Regions from separate parts of the Mus musculus genome. Here regions 2 and 3 are each linked to region 1. A link is a contact called in public Hi-C and promoter capture Hi-C data. All regions are on one chromosome and are shown on one strand. Each heading gives the region's core, a stretch centred on a gene start, on an enhancer-like site or on the middle of the called end of the contact. The rest is flanking DNA. Distances are from core to core; before and after follow the strand shown.

Evidence for each region. Promoter capture Hi-C pulls out the DNA fragments that hold promoters and counts their contacts. Hi-C and Micro-C count contacts between places; a contact is called where the count stands out from the background.
Region 2: a promoter capture Hi-C map of pre-B cells shows a contact between it and region 1. The contact joins the enhancer-like site here to the promoter of Zfp26 in region 1. A contact is called at or near these places in 9 of 39 promoter capture datasets (the C10 cell line, cranial neural crest, embryonic stem cells and 4 more), 1 of 15 datasets of contacts at CTCF or cohesin (large pre-B cells), 3 of 115 datasets of contacts at active chromatin or transcription factors (acute myeloid leukemia, bone marrow-derived macrophages and embryonic stem cells) and 2 of 9 other capture datasets (adipose tissue and liver).
Region 3: a Hi-C map of regulatory T cells shows a contact between it and region 1, with 3 times the contacts expected there. The contact joins the enhancer-like site here to the promoter of Zfp26 in region 1. A contact is called at or near these places in 25 of 39 promoter capture datasets (the 3T3-L1 cell line, 3T3-L1-derived adipocytes, the C10 cell line and 14 more), 4 of 15 datasets of contacts at CTCF or cohesin (embryonic stem cells, pro-B cells and stem cell-derived epiblast-like cells), 54 of 484 Hi-C or Micro-C datasets (8-cell embryo, B cells, CD4 T cells and 23 more), 29 of 115 datasets of contacts at active chromatin or transcription factors (the 230-238 cell line, the SCID.adh cell line, bone marrow-derived macrophages and 14 more) and 5 of 9 other capture datasets (adipose tissue, embryonic stem cells, liver and 2 more).

The regions. Positions count from the first base shown.
Region 1 is chr9:20,457,768-20,462,914 of GRCm38.p6, reverse strand. Zfp26 (zinc finger protein 26) reads left to right here and starts at 2,755. Exons shown (of 10, transcript NM_011753.3): 1 at 2,755-2,970; 2 at 3,254-3,368.
Region 2 is chr9:20,679,324-20,684,470 of GRCm38.p6, reverse strand. All of the region lies in intron 1 of Olfm2 (olfactomedin 2), which reads left to right. Among named protein-coding and RNA genes, the nearest start is that of Pin1, 30 kb to the right of the region's middle. Within about 2 kb of position 2,255, at least 12 of the 459 cell types and tissues checked have an H3K27ac peak or open chromatin away from gene starts, as enhancers often do. A contact at or near this core is called in pre-B cells, where this site is marked.
Region 3 is chr9:20,607,347-20,612,493 of GRCm38.p6, reverse strand. It overlaps the pseudogene Fbxl12os. Among named protein-coding and RNA genes, the nearest start is that of Gm51704, 20 kb to the right of the region's middle. Within about 2 kb of position 2,468, at least 12 of the 459 cell types and tissues checked have an H3K27ac peak or open chromatin away from gene starts, as enhancers often do. A contact at or near this core is called in regulatory T cells, where this site is marked.

The DNA.
Region 1 (5,147 bases), core at 1,506-4,005:
TTCCATTCCTTGCATAAAGTGTTCTGTGGTGGCTCACGCCTGGAATACCAGCACTCAGGTCCTGGGGGCAGGAGGAGCAGATGTCCACAGTCTTCCTGCATAGAGTTCCAGGCCTAAGAGTACTTTGCTGCTACCTTGTGGGGTGAGTTCTTATCCCTAGCCTTGACTTTCAGGTCTCTCTAGCTGTCCATACAATCTAGCTGTGCAGAGATTGTACCTGGTCCAACCTCCAGCCCCACTCTGGGGCATAGGTGCTGCCCACAGGCCTGGCTCTAAGCTCAAGTTTCTTTCTTTACATGATTGACAGGTTGTAACCCAATCTTCATAGGAGAAAACTAGACTTTTTGTGCCTGACTGAGTTCAACATTGCTAATTCCTCAGGCACTATCTTGGAAGTTTTTCTGTAGTCATGTGAGGCCTAGCTCTTAACATGGGTTTCCTTTTTGCCCTTCTCAGTGGGAGGGCAGACTTCCATGTTTTCCATATGTTGCCACCACATAGAGGAATGAGTGTCAGAGCTCAGGTTTGGCTTATGCTGCTGTAGGACCTTAAACCCAGCACACTCTTTATCTCTGGTTACTAGTCTACAGGATTTACTGAGCTGGGAAAGCTCATGTATAAACCCTTAAAAATACATTAGAACTGATGGGTATGGTGGCTCAATACTAATTCCAGTACTAGGGAGATAGAGATAGGCAGAGTTCTGTGTGTTCCAAGGCCTCAAGCTCAGCCTGCTTTACATAGAGAGACTCTGTCCCAACAACAACAACAACAAACAAACAAACATGGGAGGGAGAAGAAGGTACTTTTCTGTGAGTTTGAAGTCAGCTTCCTTTACATAGTGAACTCCCAGGACAGCCAGAGCTACATAATAGAGAGACCCTGCCTCAAACAGCCTCCCCAACTAAGAGAGAGAGAGAGAGAGAGAGAGAGAGAGAGAGAGAGAGAGAGAGAGAGAGAGAGAGAGAACATAAAAACTAAGACTTGTAAACTTGTAAGTATGTTGCCAAGCTTAATGATCTGGGTTTGATTCTCAAGACCCACGTAGTGAAAGGAGAGAATCGATGCCTGTAAGTTATTCTCTGACCTCCATAGTGTACCAAGGCACATGTGTCCATGAACACACAAAACATAGAAATGCAATAAAAGCTAAAAAGTATTTAGCAAGGTTTCCTGCAAAATCCCTAGTAAAAAAAAGGCCAAATGCATTTGCATATTTCCAACTGAAGTAAGCTGCTGGGTGGGCCACCTCTAGACTAAGAATGGCACAGAGTTCAACTGTGACTTACAGATGTTCCATCGTGGGCATCAGTGAGCAAATCCTGCAAGGGCCCCAGGTCTTATTTCAGATACTCAGGGCTAGCATCCAAGGCTAGCTCATTGTCACAACTCACCAAGACATTCAAAACCAATCTCAGGATATCTGTCTGCCAACAATTAAAGGTGGTGACAGACAGGCTAAGTCACAGAACACACACACACACACACATGCACACACACACAGAGGAAAGGAATACTGCATGGCCACTTTCATTCCTGGAGCAAACATAATATGAAGGTATAAAGCTCTTCTAGAGGGCCAGGGCTCATGCACACACACACACAGACACACACACACACACACACACACACACACACACACCCCTTTGTTTTTGTTGTTGGTCTCCTCCTCTTTCTTCTCTTCTTCCACAGGGTATCTCTATATACCAGCCCCTGGCTGTCCTAGAATTCACTTTGTAGAGTTGGCTAGCCTCAAAATCACAGATATTCGCTGGCTTCTGCCTCCTTAGTGCTAGATCAGTAGAGGACACAAAGTTTTATAGGAAAGAGATAGTACACAATCACAAGATACTGGTGTGGGCTTCTATAGGGCATCCCATTTAAGTATATCTTCAATGCATACACACACACACACACACACACACACACATATAAAATCTTGTGACTTTCTAAGTTATATTTCTCAAAGGATATAATTTATAAGGTTTAAAGATTAAGCATAGCTTAAAATTTAAATAACATTTAAAATTAAGTACAATATATTAACTTAATTTTTACTCTTACTGTTTACTCTTAATGAATATGTTTGTAAATGAAATTGTAAGATGGTTTTGTGAAGTACATTGTTCAGATTTAGGGTTGAGAGGAATGCTAATATAGTAAAATTCAAGACTATTGACATTTTGGCCCTAAGTAAGTAGAATTTGTCGCCTTACTATTTTCATTTTGTTTTGAGATGAGTTTTCACTTTGCAGTCCTGGCTGGCTTGAAACTTATTTTGTGGATCTAGCAGTCCTCGAATCAAGAAGATTGCCTGTCTCTGCCTCTGCGTGCTGTGATTGCAGGGGTGTGCTGCCATGCACTGATATTTGCTTTTAACATCTTATTTGAGATATCTTTATGAAAACACACATTTTTTCCCTCTGTATATGCAATTTTTGGCTGTATCAGTTGTGTTCACATTTTAAATTTTTCATCAGAAAGTCTCAGGGTGTGAGGCTTTCTTTTTTCATGTCCTCTTCATTTTCCCCATCTTTCTAGCTCGTTTCACTACCAACGATTAGAATTTAGCATGGTATCCAGAGAGTAAAGACTGAAGTGGTTAAATGGAAGCTATAGGCTGGTTCACAGACCTGGCAGTGCATCTGCCCAGGAAGTACAGGAACCAAGAGGAGGTAGGGAAGGAAAGGTTTGTGAGCCTCCTGAGACCCCGTACTTCCCGGTGTGTGTTTAACTTTGCACTGGGATTGGCCAATCGAGAAGGCCGTTCTCGCTCAGAAATCTTGTTCAAACTTCAATTTCATTCTTTGACTGGGCTTTTAACCTCCGCTTCAGAATCAATCGGCATCCAATTCCGGGGAACCGAAATTTCAATTCCGGAAGGACTCGGACACGGTAAACGGAAGTGAACCGCAGCTCGCCTCCGTCTCTTCCGGTGTGGCTTCGTGCGGCCCCCTTCTCTTTTTCTCGGTAGTAGCAGGCCGGCTGGGCGGGTTCTGGTGAGGCTAGGTAAGGGGATGGGCGGTGGCGGAGGTGGGGAGTGAGGCCTGGGTGTGGCCTCCATGGCGACTCCGCTGGTTCCCAGGCCGCGAGTCTCGCCCCGTTGCTTCTCAGAGGCTAGGGCCCTGCACTTCTCAGGTCCCGGCCGGGGGCCATTTCATCGGAACGATATTTGAGCTCCCCGTGCCTTCGAATGTAGCCCTTGCTGCCTCGAACGCCTTTAAGGTAATCGTACAAAATTTTTGCCTTCCAGAAAGAAGGATTTCGGCCGTTGGAATCTGTCTTCGCGCCCCATCGCTCCAGGAACCTGGCCATCCCGCTTCATTGTGAGCAGTGGGTGGAATTTGATGGAGCAGGAAAGTCCCAGGGTGAGGAGCTTCTGTCCGTTCTCATTTCCTCCACAGTCTCTCTCACTATCAACTATTAGAATTTAGTTGCTTTCGTGGAAACCGATGCATTTCATTAGTTCTTTCTGTTTCTCTCTCTCTCTCCCTCCCTTCTTCCCTCCATCCCTCTCTTGCACTCTCCCTTTCTCCTCTCCCCTCTCTCTCTCTCCCCCAAACCTCATGCATCCATTTTGAGAAAGTGTTAAATGCTCAGGCCATGCATATTTATCTGTTTGCAGACCACAAACCATCCCTTACCCCTTCCCTTCATCCCAACAATAAAGTATTAACAAGGGAAAAATAGGGAGTTTGGCACTCAAGGGATGGCTCATGAAAAACTGAAACTTGGGACTGGAGAGATGGATTAGTGATTAAGAGACCACATGTCATTTCTAGAGGATCAGATTTTAGTTCCCAGCACCCATGTTAGTGGCGTGTAACAGCCTGTAATTCCAGCTATCTGGGAATGGGGAGACCAGAGTCTCTAGGCACTTGCAGTCATGTGCGCCCCCCCCCCCTTAAATAAATAATAGAACTCTGTTAAGGAATGGGTGAGGCTTTATTTGATATGTTATTTCTCCACTGGTGAAATGAGCCAATTCAAGCCAGATTAGAATATTAGAGCAGGTTTATTGGGACGCTGCTCTCTGGTGAGTACATTGGCCCCAAGGATAGAGGCCGGGGAAGTCATTGTGTGGAGTGGGGATTGGGGGGTGGGCAGGAGAAAAGGCATCTGTGGGCAGAGAAAGAAAGTGGGGGGGGGGGGGAGGGAAGGAGAGAGAGAGAGAAAGAGAGAAAGAAAACACAAGAAAGGGGAGACCAAAGTGTTTGGTTTATATAGGGAAGAGCCTTTGTGGGAAGGGCAGCCCAGTCCCTGGCCTGGAAAGTTCAGGGTTGGGCAGGGAATGCCAGGTAGGAACTGAGGGATTCTGGGAGAACCTGGAGGCCAGGTCTGCTTTGGTGTGTATGATATGTACCTCAGTCCCTTGTCTCCGTCTGAAGCCAAACAGTATTTTTCTAAAGTCGTATGATATTTGAACATAATGCTTTTCTCCTGGTTGGGTAGCATGTTTCAGGAAAACTTAAAATTTTTACCTTTTGTTTAATTGCAGGAAAAAATGGGTTTCATTATATGTTCATGCATGCACATTGTATATTTCGATCGTGTACTCTGTTGCCTCTTCTTATCTTCCCTTTTGTCAGATACTCCCTCATATAGGTTTATTGGGGCTGGAGAGAGATGGCTCTGCTTTTAGAGCGCTTGTTGCTCTTGCAGATGACCTGGGTTTATAAGATGGCTCACAACCCTCTGTAATTCCAGTTCCACAGGATTGGACACCCTCTTTTGGCCTCTAGGGCCATCAGCCTCTCAGGTGGGCACATATATACATGCAGGCAAAACATTAGGAAATATATTTTTAAAAAGACGTATGTATGCATGCATGCCTTTCCTTAGAGGCCAGAATGGCGTGGTCACCTGAAGCTGGACTTAGAGGTAGTTTTGAGTCACCCGTTGTTGGTGCTGGAAACTACTCTGTTTTTCTGTAAACACAGCAATCACTTTGCCAGGCTCTACTTTTAAAATTCTTTTATTGCTATGTTTTAAACAAATTTGTATGTATGGGGTATTTTGTCTGAGTATAGGCCTGTACACCCTCTGAGTAGAGTTTCCTTGGAGGCAAGAAGAGGGTATAATATCCCCTGTAACTGAAGTTACAGATTGTCATGAGCTGCTATGTGGATGCTAGAAATTGAATCCTG
Region 2 (5,147 bases), core at 1,006-3,505, 220 kb before region 1:
GTTACAGACAGTTATGAGTGGCAACTATGTAGGTCCTAGAGATACAATCTGGAAGGGCAGTTAGAGGTCTGAACCGTTAACCTACCTTGATCGATAACTTCACACACACACACACACACACACACACACACACACACACACACATGCATTGTTTTGAAATAGCAAAGAAATTTGGGGAGGAAGTTAAGCTTGGGTGATAGCTGTTAAAGAACTTGCCACCATGCAACCAAGCCTAGAACCCACCCCCAGAACACACACAGTTTTAAAAGCTCTGTTGTGGTGGTACATGGTTGTAATTCCAGTGCTGGCAAGGCAGGGACAGAAGTCTTCCTGGGGTTCCCTGGACAGCCAGCTCAGCTGAATTGATGAGCTCCAGGTCAATCAGAGATACTTTCTCAAAAAAACAAGGTGGAGGGCTGGCTGTGTTGGCACATGCCATTAATTGCAGCACTGGTGTGTGTGTGTGTGTGTGTGTGTGTGTGTGTGTGTATGTGTGTGTGTGCGCGCGCGCGCGCGCGTGTGTGTGTGTGTGTGTGTGTGTGTGTGTGTGTGTGTGTGTGTGTGTAGAGGCAGACAGATCAAGACCAGCCTCATCTATATGATGAGTTCCAGAACAGCCAGGGCTACATAGAGAGATCCCTATCTCAAACACAACAAACAACAACAACAACAACAACAACAACCCAAGGTAGACAACACTTGACTGTTGAGGCTTGAGGACTGAAGCCCAAGGTTGTCCTCTGATCTCCACATTCGTTCATTGCAGGCCCGAGTGCGGACACACACACACAGACACACAGACAGACATACACACAGATAGACATACACACACAGACATACACACACAGACCACACACAGACGTACACACACAGACAGACATACACACAGACAGACATACACACACAGACACACACACAGACATACACACAGACACACACACAAACATACACACAGACACACACACAGACACAGCACAGAGACATACATACATACATACATACATACATACATACATACAGACAGACACACACACACACACACACACTGAGAAAACAAACTTAAAGCCAGTGATAAGAAAGTCTGACTTAGAGATGGAGGTAGGGCTGGGTTGTACAGCCCTTTTGTAGACTTTCTGAAGTTCTGAGTTCCATATATACGTGTGATATCTTTGTGTGGTATGAGGTTGGAATCCAATGCCTATGTATGCTAAATAAGCACTCTAGGGTTCAGAGTCCCAGATTGTTCTTGCTTTATAATGCATCTTTCTGTGGATGCATCTTATAATGTTAAGTTATTATGCCAATTATTATGTAATTAGAAACTTAAAAAAGAGACACTCCTACCTGTCTAGTTTTAGGCAGTGCCTAATAAAATTCTTTTATGGGCAGAAAGAGGGCTCAGCAGGTAAAGGTCCTTGGATGGCCCAAGTTCAACCCGAGAACTCATACAGTAGAAGAGAGCTGCTAGCTGTTCTCTGATCGACATATACTCCCACATCATGGCACATGTGTGCACCTGTGTGTGTTCGTGCGCACATACCCTACATTGTAATTAAAAGAATTCTTTTTTTAAAAAGATCACTGTAAGCCGGGTGTGGTGGTGCATGCCTTTAATCCCAGTACTTGGGAGGCAGAGGTAGGTGGATTTCTGAGTTGGAGGCCAGCCTGGTCTACAGAGTGAGTTCCAGGACGGCCAGGGCTACACAGAAACCCTGTCTCAAAAAACCAAACCAAACCAACCAACCAACCAACCAAACAACCAAACAAAAAAACAAAGAGCACTGTAGCAGCCTGGTACTTGGCCATATGATCCTTATGATTTGTGTGGGCTGGATTCTGAGTCTCAAATTGGCTGGGTAAAGTGCAAGAACAGACATCTGACCACCTTGGCTGTGGGTTGGCAGCACGCCCTCCCAGAGTGTCTGATCCCACTCTCAAATTTAATTGGAACCATTGTGTGGTGTTTTACATATCCTTGTAAACCACTTAGATGCTTTTCTGGAAGGAAGAAAAGTCCAAATAAATATATAAGCCCCAAGCCACCTCAGCTTGCTGATTAAATTACCCAGTCTCAAATTCGATTCTATCCTCATTTTATTAAGAGGCAGCTGCTTGCTCTCTTCCAGTTGGCTAATCCTCCCTCAGCCAGTGCTCAGGGGGTGGCTGCCCCCAGGGAACCTAGCCACAATCCCTCTGTCTCAGGAAGCTTTTTTCTTTTCTTCATTTTAGCAGAGTTGGGGATAAACCTCAAGGCTGGCATGACTACTAAGCCAGTACTCACTGGGGGATTCTAGGCAGGGGCTCTGCCACTGAGCCACGCCCCCAGCCCCTCATTGGGGGATTCTAGGCAGGGGCTCTGCCACTGAGCCACGCCCCCAGCCCCTCATTGGGGGATTCTAGGCAGGGGCTCTGCCACTGAGCCACGCCCCCAGCCCCTCACTGGGGAATTCTTGAAAGGAGCTCTATCATTGCCCTGTGTGTCTCAGGCTTAATTAACCCTGAGTCTATTATGGAGCCCTGTGCTTAATTGGGACAGCAGCTTCCATGAAAGTATTTGAAAACTCCAGCTCACAAAATGTGATTTGAAGAAGAGGTACTTGAGGGCATAGCTTATCCTCTTAGAGCCCATTAGTGGACATATTAAGATGGGAACCAGAACTCAGGAAAAAAGAGTGCCTGGGAGGCTCGAGAGATGACCCTCTTTTACAGAGGACCTGAGTTCAGTTCTCAGCGCCCATGAGAGGTAGCTCACAAGTACATGTAACTAAAGCTCCAGGGCTCAAACGCCCTCTTTTGGCTTCAAAGGGCACTGCACTCATGTGCATATACCACTCTCCCCCACCCCGCCCCAATTAAAATAAAGTATTTGAAAAGCACATCCCTGCCTTTTGATAAGATTATGGGGTGGCTCAGGAGGTGCCTTGGTTGGAATTATATTGGATAAGGTAGAACCAGAAGCCACTGGTTGCACGAGAGGTTTAGGGACTCATGCTTTCCTGTAAATGCGTTTTCTGGTGAGATTCCTAGAAGCTGAAGGATTGGAACTGGTGATGGTGTGGGACCCCTAACTCTGCCAGACAGAGGCTTCAACTGGGTGAGGGGCCCCTCCCTCTTCTCATGTGCCCAAGATTTTCCTCTCTCTCTCTCTCTCTCTCTCTCTCTCTCTCTCTCTCTCTCTCTCTCTCTCTCTCTCTCTGTATATGTGTGTGTGTGTGTGTGTGTGTGTGTGTATTTGTGTGTTAATGTGAAGGCACTGAATGGCTTTTGTGGGGTCAGAGGACAACTTGTGAGAGCCAGTTTACCCCTACTCTGTGGGTGCCCAGGAGGTGAGCTGAGATTGTCAGGCTTAATGGCAAGCACTTTTACCAGTTGGGCCATCTTGCTTGCTCCACACTGTTATTTTATGCATTTCCCTGAGATAGACCATTGTGCCCCTCAGGTTAAGACCCTCCAGGAATTAGGGAGTTTGGTGCCAAGCTACATAGACCCCAGTCTTGAAATGGCATTTGGACTGTTCAACATCAAGCCTTCTAGGTCATTCCCATTCCATAGTAGTGAACTTGACTGAATATTTGAACTTAACCCTGCAGGGCAAAACTCGGGATCTTAGTGTGCTGAGACCTGGCGGCCAAACCCGAGGCATTTAATTCCACAGCTGCAGAGAACACTCCAGCGGGGCGCGTGCCATACAGACAATTATTTTAGGAAAGCCACAGAAGCTGTCTCTTCGTGGTGCTTAGATCTTGCTTCTCTTTTACAATTCAATATTTCATATGTTGGGAGAAGTGTCTTGTTTGCTTCAAAGGACATGCCAGGAAGCACAGGCCGGAGATGCTAATTATGTGGACGGGGCTGCTTTGTTTTTGCATAATGAGAATCTTTGAGGGGAGCTCTAGCCTAATTGCTTGGGGACCTGAGCCAGTGGGAGGATATATAGGCAGGGACATTTGGGCTCCTGTTCTTTGTTCAGTTTTGAAAGAACTGGATTTGCTTTGAAAGGAGGCTAAGCAATTGTGCTTTCTTTGGGGAACAAGGGGAAGCCTTTTGTGGGCCATTTTTCCTGTGTTAGACTGAGTTCCTGGCTGAGCCTAGTGAACCAAGCCTGTAGTACCAGCTGCCTGGACACAAGAAGCATACAAGACCAGCCTGGGTAACTTAGTGAGACTCTACTTCAAAAGAAAAAGTAAGAGATGGCTCAACAGTTAAGAGCACTGACTGCTCTACTAGAGGACCTGGGTTCAATTCCTGGCACCACCATGGCAGCTCACAACTCTAACAGTTTCATGGGTCCTATGCTGTCTTCTGATCTTCCCAGGCAGGCATTTAATGCACAGGTATACATGGAGGCAAAACAAAGACCACAGTATCCAGGTACCCAGACATCCTGAAAACTAATCCGGAACGGAGCCACTTTGTTTACTGGAGGCTCTCGTGGGAGTTGCAGAAAATGAGCCTGTGTACCCAGAGTTGATGAGCAGCCCCCAGGCCTCCTGGCTCTGTAAGACTTCCTGGAGTAGCCAGAAGTTTTCTAATAGAAACCAGCCATGGTGATACTTGCCTGTTATTCCAGAACTCCAAGGGTATAGATAGGCAGAAGTATCAGACCAGGTCATCCTTGGCTACACAGTGCGTTCGAAGCCAGCCTGGGATACATGAAATCTTGTCTCAAAACAAAAAAACTAAGCAAAATGAACAACAACAACAACAACAACAAGTGTTCTACAGGTAGCTGGTTGTGGTGGTACGTGCCTTTAATACCAGTACTGGAGAGGCAGTTGGATCTTGTGAATTCAAGGCCAGTCTGGTAAACAAGGCAAGTTACAGGATAGCTTAGACTATTACACAGAGAAACCCTGTCTGGAAAAACCAAAACCAAACCAAACCAAACCAAACCTTTAAGAGTTCTCTGACAAAGGACTGGAGAGTTGGCTCAGTGATTAAGAGTACTGGCTGTTGTAGAGCCTTGGTTCCATTGCCAGCATCCACATGGCCCCTAACAGCTGTCCTGGAACTGCAGCTCCAGAGGACTGAAAACACACACTCAGGCAAAAAACACATACAGACAAGACAGAACAAAACCAAACAAGACAAGACAAAACAAGACAAGCGCTCTTGCGCAGGAGAGGCATGGCTCACTAGGTGTGCTA
Region 3 (5,147 bases), core at 1,219-3,718, 150 kb before region 1:
ATTGCTGGGATTTGAACTCTGGACCTTTGGAAGAGCAGTCGGGTGCTCTTACCCACTGAGCCATCTCACCAGCCCCTACAAATCACTTTTTAAAAATGAAAACTGATGGTAAACAAGAACATTATCAAGGAGGAGGAGGAGGGAAGATCTTGACATAGCATAGGACAAAATTGTAAAAACAGAAACATAACAGGGTACTTTGTGAGATCACAGAAAAGTCTGGGCAAAGTGTAAGAAGTTCAGAATTCCTTCCGAGATAAAGGACTGGCACCTGCTGAGGTCAGCTCGGTCTTTGAAAGTTTCATTATAGGACTGGAGATACGTCTTAGTAGCAAGAGTGTTTGCCTAGGTAAGTTCAAGGTTCAATCCCCAATACTGAGTAGAGACAACCTTTCTATATGGCTTGGTGTGGTGGCGCTCACCAACAACTCCAGTACCCGTAAGGTAAAGGCAGAAATATGTAGGGGCCAACCTGGCTGACACACTGAAGCCCTAAATCAAAGGAGACCTCTCCCCACTGTCTGTAAATCTTGCTCCAACCAAGAGATCAGATTGGGTTTGATGACTTCACATCCTACATATAAGGAAACAATGTATTCATGGAAGTGGTTCATTCTGTAGGGAAAAAAAAGGAACAATAAATTTAGGACCCCCTTCTCCCTTTGTGTATTTATGTGTACATAATGTGTATGTTGGTGTATGTGTGCATGTGGACATGCGTCAGGTGCCTTCCTTGATAACTCTCCACCTTTTATACTGAGGCAGGGTTTATTGCTGGACACGGAGCTCATCACTGCAGCCACTGCAGCCGTCTACTGCAGCCCAGCTCTTGTGTCTCTGTCCTCTGAGTGCTTGGGATTATAAGCAGCCACTACGCCTGCCCACTTTTCACCTGAGTTTTGAGGATCCAAACTACAATTTTCATGATGGTAGAGGCAAGTGCTTTATCACTGAGCCATTTCCCTACCTCTGGTGTGTTTTGCAAGACAAGGTCTCATCCTGGAACTTGGGATTCCTGATTAAGAATAGGTTGGCTAACCAGTGAACCCCTGAGATGCTCTCATTTCCACCTCTCAAGCATTGGGATTACAAGTGCATGCCAGCACATCAGCACATCCAGTTTTTTGGGTTTTTTTTTTTTTTTTTTTTTTGGTTATTGTTGTTTTTAAATCTGAGATGGTTTCACTGTGTATCTCTGGCTGTCCTAGAACTCACTATGTCAAACTCACAGAGCTTCTGACTATGCCTCCCAAGTGCTGAGATTAAAGGCCTCAATCACTATACTTTTCTGGTACCACAGTTTTTTGAGACACATTCACACTGTACCTGGAGCTCACTAATTCAGATAGACTGGCCAAGAGCCAAGGACACCCCCAGAAATCCTCCCATTTCCCCCACTCCACCGCAGGAGCTACAGGTGCAGTCCCTACACTTGACTTAAAATTGTACTGAGGGTCTGATCTCAGACCCTCACACTCACCTGGGAAGCAATTACCAGCTGAGCCCCAATCCCTTTTTTCCCCTCTAATTTCTTTATTAGATTTATTCTTTTTATGTGTGCTTTACCTATATGCATGTATGTATGCTCACCATGTGCATATGTGATGCCAGAGATCAGAAGAGGGTATAGGATGCCCCTGAACTGGAATTACAGATGATTGTGAACCACCATGTGCTAGGAATTGAACTAAGGTCCTCTGTAAAAGCAACAAGTGTTCTTAATCTCTAAGCTATTTCTCTAACCAACTAATGATGATGATGATGATAAATTTTTATTTTGTGTATGGTGTTTTGCTTGCAGGTATGTCTGTTTACCACATTCATGCAGTATACTTGGAGGTCAGAAGAAGGCATTGGATTCCCCTGGAACTGGAGTTACATGGGAATTGAGTTCAGATCTTCTGGAAGATCAGCTAGTGCTCTTACCTGTTGATCCATCTCTTTAGCTCCCTTCCCTGTTTGTTTGTTTGTTTTTTTTTTAAGATTTTTTTTTTCTGGGTGGTGATGGTGGTACTCAGCACTTGGGAGGCAGATGCAGGTGGATCTCTGAGTTCAAGGCCACCCTGGTCTACAGAGTGAATTTCAGGACAGCCAGAGCTTTGCAGAAAAGTCCTATCTTGAGAAACCAGAAAGAAATATATTTCACTTTTATTATTTATTTGTGTGTATGTATCTGTTTGTGTGTACACCTGTGTGCAAGTGCCACTAAAGGCCAGAAGAGGGCATCAGATCCCTAGGAACTAGAGTTGCAGGTGGTTGTGAGCTGCCCAGTGTGGGTGCTGGGAACTAAAAGAGCATCAAGCGTTCTTAAGCAATGAGTCATTAATCTAGCTTCTGTATATGTGGGTTTTTTCTTGTTCTTCGAGACAGCATTTCACATTAGGTAATCCAGGCTAACCAGCCCTGCTGTCTGAGCTTCCAAAGTGCCAGGAAGAAGGGTGTGTGTCACTGCTCCTAGCACCGAGGAGCTGTGCTTTCTAAAGAACGTACAGGAAATGCTTCAAAGGGACTAGGCATGTAGGTCACGTTTTTCTAAACATCTAGATGTTTATCTCTGAACCCTAAAACCCAAATTAAGGCTCATGCACATACTAACAAAACCCACTCTGAATCAAACAGAAAATAAAGTGAAACAAAGATACTTGTTCTTTTATGAGAAAATCGACACCAGTATCTTAGAGTACTGTGTATCATCTTCATCACAATGGCGTGTTAAAATTTAGAGGCTAGGTGCTGGATGCGGTGATATAAACCTTTAATCCCGCCAGAAGGTGACAGCAAGTGGCTCTCTCTGAACTCACAGCCAGCTTTGTCTATACAGAGAGTTTCAATTTCACTCAGAGCTACAGAGTGAGACCTTCATCTCAAAAGAAAATTAGAAAGCTTAGCTGCTAGGGCTTAGGGATGTAGCACAGTAGTCCAACACTTGCCTAGCATGTGTAAGGCCTAGGTGTAGCACTCAGATCTGCAAAAACAAACAAAAAATATGATAGATATTCAGTAAATCAAAGGAGGAAATGGATAATTTGCATTCCTAACAGGGTGATGGCACTGATAGTGGACCACATTTTGACAACCAGGATACTATATTAAAACTTACAGGGAGGCTAAGGCGATAGCTCAGTGGATTGCTGTGCAAGTTCGATGACCTGAGTTCAGTTCCTGGAATCCACAGTTGCAGGAGAGAATGGACATGCATACACTGTAGCACATGTATGTCCATGATCACACACATGCATCTGCATACATGTAATTATAAAAAGTAAGAAAACCAACCAAACAAAAATATCTAATATGGGGAGAAGGCTTAATGGACAAAACATCTACTGCACAAGCATTAGAACTGGAGTTCAGGAGCTGGAGAGATGGCTCAGTGGTTAAGAGCACTGACTGCTCTTACAGAGGTCCTGAGTTCAAATCCCAGCAACAACATGGTGGCTCACAACCATCTGTGATGGGATACAATGCCCTCCTCTGGTGTGTCCGAAGACAGCTACAGTTTACTCATATACAATCAATCAATCAATCAATCTTTAAAAAACAAAACAAAATTGGAGTTTAAATCTTCAGACTCTATGTAAAGCCAGGCACAGTAATATTCACATACTCACAAATTATAGAAGTCACCTCATACCCACAATATTCATTTCTAAAGGTTAAGAAATTCACCATCAAGTGGAAACCAAAAACACTATACAGAAAATTCCAGAAATAATTTCTACGATTTATTTATTTTTTTTAAATGTATTTATTGTTCTTTGTGAGTTCAAGGCCAGACTCATCTGCATAGCAAGTTGCAGGCCAGCCAAGGCTACATAGTAAGCCTCCATCTCAAAAAGACCAAAAAACCCAAAAGAAGAAAACCAAAACAAACAATAAATGGGACCAATAAGATAGTTCAGCTCAGCTGATAAAACCAAGCCTGATGAGTTGAGCTTGACCCACTCATACACTCCCCATATGGTAAGAGAGAACCAATACTTGTAAGTTGTTCTCTGACCTCTACAAGTGTGTCATGTGTCTGCACATGTACACACAATCACACAAAAAATAAAATTATGATAAATATGTATAAATTACTGAGATCTGAAGTATGGCTAGTCAGGAATTAGTATGTAGGTATAGATATGATTCTTAAAATTTATTTTAAAAAGTGTATCGTTATTTTTTAAATTCATTTAAAAATTTTCTACTGTGTGTGTGTGTGTACCATTTGCGCAGGTATTTTCAGGGTTCAGAAGAGGTCCTTGGATACCAAGCAGAGATTTAGTTGGTTGTGAGCCTCCATGTGCATACTAGGAACTGACTTCGGGCCCTCTGGAAGAGCAGCAAGCTCTCTTACACATCAGCTATCTCTTCTGCCCTCTCATTACTTATTTTTATTGTCTATATTTATTAGTATTTTGCATGTAATGAGTTCAATTAAAATGTAGTAAAAATTAACAAAAACATTTGCCTAAAAATTGAAGAGGTCCTCTTGAATCACTTAAGCACATATATGTACATACAGCCAATATAAATAAAAATATACATAAAATATGTATCTATAGTTTTTTAATTTTGTTGCCAACGCTTGGAGGAGGAATCCAGGGCTCAGCAGAGGCAGAGTACACATCCCCACTCCTGAGCCTAATCTCTCCTCCCAGCGCTCACCCGTGCAGGTGGCAGGTGCCAGGTCCATGATGTGGAAGAACACTCGGCACACCCTTTAACGTGTATCCAACGGCGAAAATATCATTTCTTTGTGATTTAAAAAAATAAGAAGAAAGGAAAATGGTAAAGGTTTGGAGCCTTTGCAGACAAAACAATTGCTGACGTGCGGCAAAGACCGGACTTTTACGACAGTTTTACGACGCTCCCGACCTCGCTCTTCGCTCAGACTGGGCCAGGCGAGCTGCGACGCTGGCGAACCGGGCTCCCTGCGTCCTCCCACGACTCCGTCCACCTCAGGGCCTCTATGAAGAGGAATCGGTGCCACCCGTGCGGACCTCACAGCCGGAACCGTAAAGATTCGGAGTCGCTTGCTCGCGGAGACTGACAGCCAGAAAGCGGGCCACGCTGACGCTACTTCCTGTTTTGCTTCCTGGGCGTCAGGGCGGACCTCCATTTGTCAGGCTGCTCTGCGCCTCCCCTAAGAAGTCCGAGGC